2 separate regions of the Mus musculus genome follow, and region 2 is linked to region 1. A link is a contact called in public HiChIP or PLAC-seq data. All regions are on one chromosome and are shown on one strand. Each heading gives the region's core, a stretch centred on a gene start, on an enhancer-like site or on the middle of the called end of the contact. The rest is flanking DNA. Distances are from core to core; before and after follow the strand shown. Region 1 holds the start of Trmu (tRNA 5-methylaminomethyl-2-thiouridylate methyltransferase). Region 2 has its middle 19 kb from the start of D130051D11Rik.

Region 1 (2,638 bases), core at 55-2,554:
GGTTTGCACATCCGAATCACAGACCAACCTGAAGGAAAGTTAGAGACGGAATTTTGACAGGAACTGAAGCAGAGGCCATGGAGGAACACTGCTTACTGGCTTGCTCCGCATGGCTTGATTAGTTTGCCTTCTTTTACAACCCAAGATCACCTGCACTGGTGTGGCTCTCACATCAATCAACAAATCTCACAGACTTGTCTAAGGGCCAATCTAATGGAAGCATTTTCTCAATTGATGTCCCCCCACCCCTAGCTTGTGTCAAGTAGACAAAAATTCTAACATAGGTTTGTCTGGTTTCTGCTACTTTGTGGTTGGCCCTATCATAGGTTCTGGTAGGAAAAGTGAGATTTGCTATACTAAATGCCCATACCCAAGAAGGGAGGTCCTGGTCCTCAAGGCTAGAACACTCCACAGACATGACCCCCTGCCCTTTTGTCTCTCTCTCTCTCTCTCTCTCTCTCTCTCTCTCTCTCTCTCTCTCTCTCTCTTCTCTCTCTCTCTCTCTCTCTCTTTCTGTCCCAGGACTCGTATCTATTTTCTTCCAGCAGCCACTCAACATCTGTCATGTGCGAGGCCCCCCACAATCAATTCAGGAAGAGCCACAGCTCCAGCCTGAGGTCCCCAAAGCATCCACTCGTTAGAGCTGATCCCCGCAGAGTGCTCGTTCGTCCTCCAAGAATGGCCCACGAAACAAACACTCTTAAATCACAGGCACCAGGATGAACAGGTGCGACTCCAAACTCTCCCAGTCTTCCGTGGCCCATCCTTCCCAGCTACTGTCTGGGTCTGGTTAACTACGCTCCCATCCCCTACTCCAACCCGTTGACTGAGCTGCTAGCAAAGCCTTACTGAGCAACGGTCCACTATGCTTTGTCCTCCACTGGCTCTGCACCCGCCAGGCCCGCAAGCATCTAGAATCCAATGAGAACGTGTTGACAGCCCTGTCCCTCCAGCGGGTAAACAGGAGGAGCCAGCGGCCGACACAGCATCTCGACCTTGTGTGTGCCCAGGAACGCCTTTGAGACCTCAAGCCCGAGCGGAGGCTGTTCCTGGTGCAGCTGACCCAGGAGCGCCAGCTGAGCACAGAAGAAAACGTCGCAAGGGCAGCGAGTGGTGGCTAAGAAGCCGGACCCGACCAACTCATCGCTGGCCTATCTGGGACATGCTGCCACCTAGTGCTCCTCGGCCGATCCGCCGCGCGGAACCCAAAAGCCTGCAGAACACTGGGTGAGCGGAGCACGTTTCCCGCCGGGTGAAGAGTGAGGACGCCCCCCCCCCCCGTCCCCCCCGTCCCCCGGAGGCTGGGACTTCCGGCGTAGCTTGGACGCAGCCAGAAAGCTCGCGGTGTAGCCTGATGTCGGCGCTGCGGCACGTCGTGTGCGCCCTGTCTGGCGGTGTGGACAGCGCGGTGGCGGCGCTGCTGTTGCGGCGGAGAGGTGAGGCCAGGGTTCCTCACTGGGGACAGGAGCTTGGGCTCCTCCAGGTCTGAGGCCTGGCCTTTTGCAGACTCCGCGGGCCTCCAGGCGAGGACACCGCCAACTCTAATGACAAAATCACTCCAGTGTTCTCCTTCGTTGGATGACAAACTTCACTCCGAACAGCTACCAGTTCTTCCTGACTTGTAGATGTAGCCTCATGGGTCCTTAGGGTTCGGATCTGATTCCAACGACCGGTGTACATTCCTCCTGCTGTGTGGCCCCACCTTGTGTCAACCTCTCCGCATTCACCTTGGCGGCTTTTAATGGAGTCCCCCTCAGCCGTGGATCATCTTCCCCGGGGCACGCGGGGTGCAGAGGCGCGGGGCCAGGAGCCTGGGCTTGGGCAAGTTAACTAAGCACCCCCCAGTAAAAATGGGATGACCCGTAATATGGGATGACTGGAATGATTAAATGGCACAGTATGTATTGAAAGGGTTAGCTATACAATGTGAGATATATCGGAAAGCAGGAGCGATTCTTTTATAATCACAGCTGTTATGACAGAGTAAAAGAGCCACAGGATACAGGTGTGTACTATGGTGAGAAAGGAAGAGGGAAGCATTTCTCTACAAAGAACTGGCTGCAGTAACACAGGCAGGAGGCAGAGGAGAGAGTGCCGGCCAGAATAGGATATAGTGGGGTTAGTGAAGCTGACGGTATTAAGGAATTTGGGGTAATGTTGAGTAGGCAGTGTGAGTCTTTGAAGGTTTCCAATGAGAACTGTGTAACTAGATGCTTTGGGAAGTGGCAAAGGTTGGCATCATTCTTACAGATTTATCTTTTACTACTAAAGGGAGATCAACTGCTGCCTAGTTTTTATGTCACATTAAAACTATGTGACATGTTAGGGTCCTCTGGTAGGAGGGAACCTCAGCTGAGAAACTGTCATCACCCTGGCCTGTAGGCTAGTCAGTGGGGCCTTCTCTTAATAATTGGTGTAGGAAGCCTCGTTCCATTAGGAGTAATGCTATCTCTGGGCAGGTGGTCCTAGGTTTTATAAGAAAACAGGCTGAGCAGGCCAAAGAAACAAGCCCATAAGCAGTATTCTTTTATAACCTATGATTCAATTCTGCCTTCAGGTTCCTGACCTGAGTTCCTGCCCCAGCTTCCCCTGATGGTAGACTGTGACCTTTAGGGCCAAATAAATCCTTTCCTCTCCA
Region 2 (2,638 bases), core at 79-2,578, 230 kb before region 1:
GGAGCAGCTTCTGGGTTTGGAAGGGACCTGTGTGTGTTTTGGGGGTCGGTGAACGGAGCCCCATTGCAGCGATGTGCACGGAGAAGGCTGTCTCAGCCTGAAGTGTCCCACTGGGTATCTTGGACATAGCAGATTTTGTGTGTGTGTGTGTGTGTGTGTGTGTGAGCTATATTGGAATATCAGAGAAACTTCCTGGGCAGCATCTGGAGTCAGGTGGCCCTGGACACAGGAAGGTGGCCAGTGTGGGCACCAGCAGGGTCCCTTTAAACCATCTGCAGCAGTGCCCCCTCTGGGCCTGGCATGGGAGGAGTTAAGCCGCCGTGGGCACCTTGGCACCGTAGCTCTGACCAGAATGTCCGGCTCCCCACCCCCACAGCTTTTCTTCCTTTTTGCCTTTTTCCTTCTTAATTAATCATACGCTGCTGCCCAATTTAAATATGGAAATACCCAGGCTGAGGCTCTGCAATTATTCATGAAGCCAGGCCTGCTGTCCAGGCTCTTGGGCTGCGGGGAGCATCATGGCTTCGCCTTCTTTCTGTGAAATTATGTGCACAAAGGCAGCTCCTTATCTGGGTGTGTGAACTAAATAAATAAATAAGGGCTTTTGTTTGTTTGCGGGCTCCTGCACATGACTGTTTTGACTAAATCACTCGTGTTGTCTGCGCCTTTATGGGACTCAGGAGACAGGGAGTGGGATGTTGGGGGTGGGGGTGGGGGGTGGCGAGGGCTGGAGGGGGGTTGGCCGCCGGGCACCTGGGGCTCGCTCCCTCCCTTGGCACCAGCTTCACTCCAGCATCCCCCTACACACACTCCGCTGGAAAGTTCGCCCTGCCCGGGCTGGGCTCCCAGGCAGCCTGGCACAGTGCCAGGCTCGCCTCAGAGCGCGGGCAGCAGGGTGGGGCAAGCGGCAGAGGCACGGAGGACGTGGCTGGGCGCCCCGGGCACGAGCAGGACCCGAGGCCAGGGGCCAGGGGCCCAGAAGGTGAGGGCACTCCGGATGGGAGTAGGGTGAGCCATGGGGGTGGGCAGGCAGTGCAACCTGGTTGGGAACAGGCCTCATGGGAGACGCTGGCTGGCGGAAGAACCATGGCAGTACCAGGCCGTCAGCATGCAGCGTGTCTTGCCCTCCCCAAGCCGGAGGTTGCAGCCTGTGTGTGTGGGGGGAGCGTGAATGCGTGTGCATGGGGCCTCTTGAGGAGCAGCAGCCACGGAGTGGAGCCTCCGCTGCAGGGCCAGCCGCCTTAGCCCAGCCCAAGAAGGCCAAGCTAGGCAGGCGGGGCCCAGGGCTGTCAAGGAGAAAAACATCCCAAGGCCTGCAAATTGCTGCTCTCAGCTCCCCCCCCCCTTCTCCTGCTGGGGGTGAAAAAAAAAAAAGCAGTGCTTCCTCTAGAGGCGGATGCAAACGGATGCAGAATTTTAACCATCTCCTGCATCAACCAGGCCTTCCCCAAGCAAAGTTTGCTGGGAACTAGGCAGAGGCACTATGGGAACGGGGTTGTGGGGAACCCACATGCCTTTTCTGTGAGATACTGGGAAGCCAAAGGCTTCTTCAGCATCCCTTCCAGAGCCAGGGTCTGGAGCACCCGCTGAGGGTGTGGATTTGGGGGGCATACTGTCTGGTTCCTGCACAGGCCTGGTGCATCATGGGTGGTGGCAGGGTGCCAGTCATTGGCCCTGTTATTACCAGGCCTGGGCTTTGCTCTTGGGGTTGAAGGTGTTGACCAGCTCCTCTTGGAAATCGGATGGAAAGTCGGAGGTCTCAGTTCCCACTGACTTGGGCCCTCGCTGGGATACTGGGTGTTTCTCCTGGCTGATTTGTGTGTATTAAAAATCCTCTGGAATGCTTGCTGGTGGCTGGTGGGGGCCTCCCCCATTGTCTATCTAGGGAGAAAGGGAATAAGTTCTAGGGAACGGTGGTCAGAGGAAAGTGATACCTGACTGGCAAGCTATAGGGATTACAGCTGCAAGTGTCAGGAGCTCCCAGGGTGGCTTGGGTCCCTCGTTTTTTTTTTTTTTTTTTCATTTCAACTCCTTCTAAAATTAAAAGAAAAAAAATGGATATGAAATAATGAACGTGTAATATTGAGGCCAGCCTGTGTTATGTCCATCTCCGGTGCGTCCATAAAACAGAAAAAAAATTTTTTAATAGTTATGCAGGAAGGGCCCCAGGAGGGCAACAGAGATTGGATAAGAGAGCAAGTCTTGTCTTTCCTGGGTCTGATGGTCTGATGTCTAGTTCTAGGGGGTACTTTGGGGGACCATCTGGAGCCTCTATGAATCTGGCTTCTCCGGTGGTTGGCAGGACAGGTCATGGAGAGGAGCCTGGTGGCCGTGTGTGTGTGTGTTTGTGTGTGTGTGTGTGCATATGTACATGCTCCTGTGCACCCATGTTCCCCAATATTTGAAGGTATAAGTTGCAATCCTCAATACAGGAAAATGCCACATTGAGGCAAGAGGCAGTGTGGCCATGAGTGCCTGGTTCCCCTGAATCCTAAGAGAGGAGTCATTCTGGGCAGGGGGGTGGGGGGGAGTCCTAGTCTGTCTCCCTAAGAGAAAACAGTTGTCAAGTCTTCTTCCTGGATCCCGGGGCCCTCTCCTGGCCCAGCCCTATCCAGTAGAAACAGTGTGAGCCCCAGTC

Evidence for each region. HiChIP or PLAC-seq counts read pairs in DNA pulled down with a chosen protein or histone mark.
Region 2: a contact with region 1 is called in a FOXA1 HiChIP or PLAC-seq map of pancreatic cancer cells. The contact joins the enhancer-like site here to the promoter of Trmu in region 1. A contact is called at or near these places in 12 of 115 datasets of contacts at active chromatin or transcription factors (the 230-238 cell line, the SCID.adh cell line, bone marrow-derived dendritic cells and 9 more) and 3 of 9 other capture datasets (adipose tissue, liver and pancreatic islet).

Annotation. Positions count from the first base shown.
Region 1 is chr15:85,878,023-85,880,660 of GRCm38.p6, forward strand. It overlaps Trmu (tRNA 5-methylaminomethyl-2-thiouridylate methyltransferase), which reads left to right and starts at 1,305. Exons shown (of 11, transcript NM_028063.2): 1 at 1,305-1,436. The coding sequence starts at 1,355.
Region 2 is chr15:85,652,678-85,655,315 of GRCm38.p6, forward strand. No RefSeq gene overlaps it. Among named protein-coding and RNA genes, the nearest start is that of D130051D11Rik, 19 kb to the left of the region's middle. Within about 2 kb of position 1,329, at least 330 of the 459 cell types and tissues checked have an H3K27ac peak or open chromatin away from gene starts, as enhancers often do. A contact at or near this core is called in the SCID.adh cell line, adipose tissue, bone marrow-derived dendritic cells and 9 more, where this site is marked.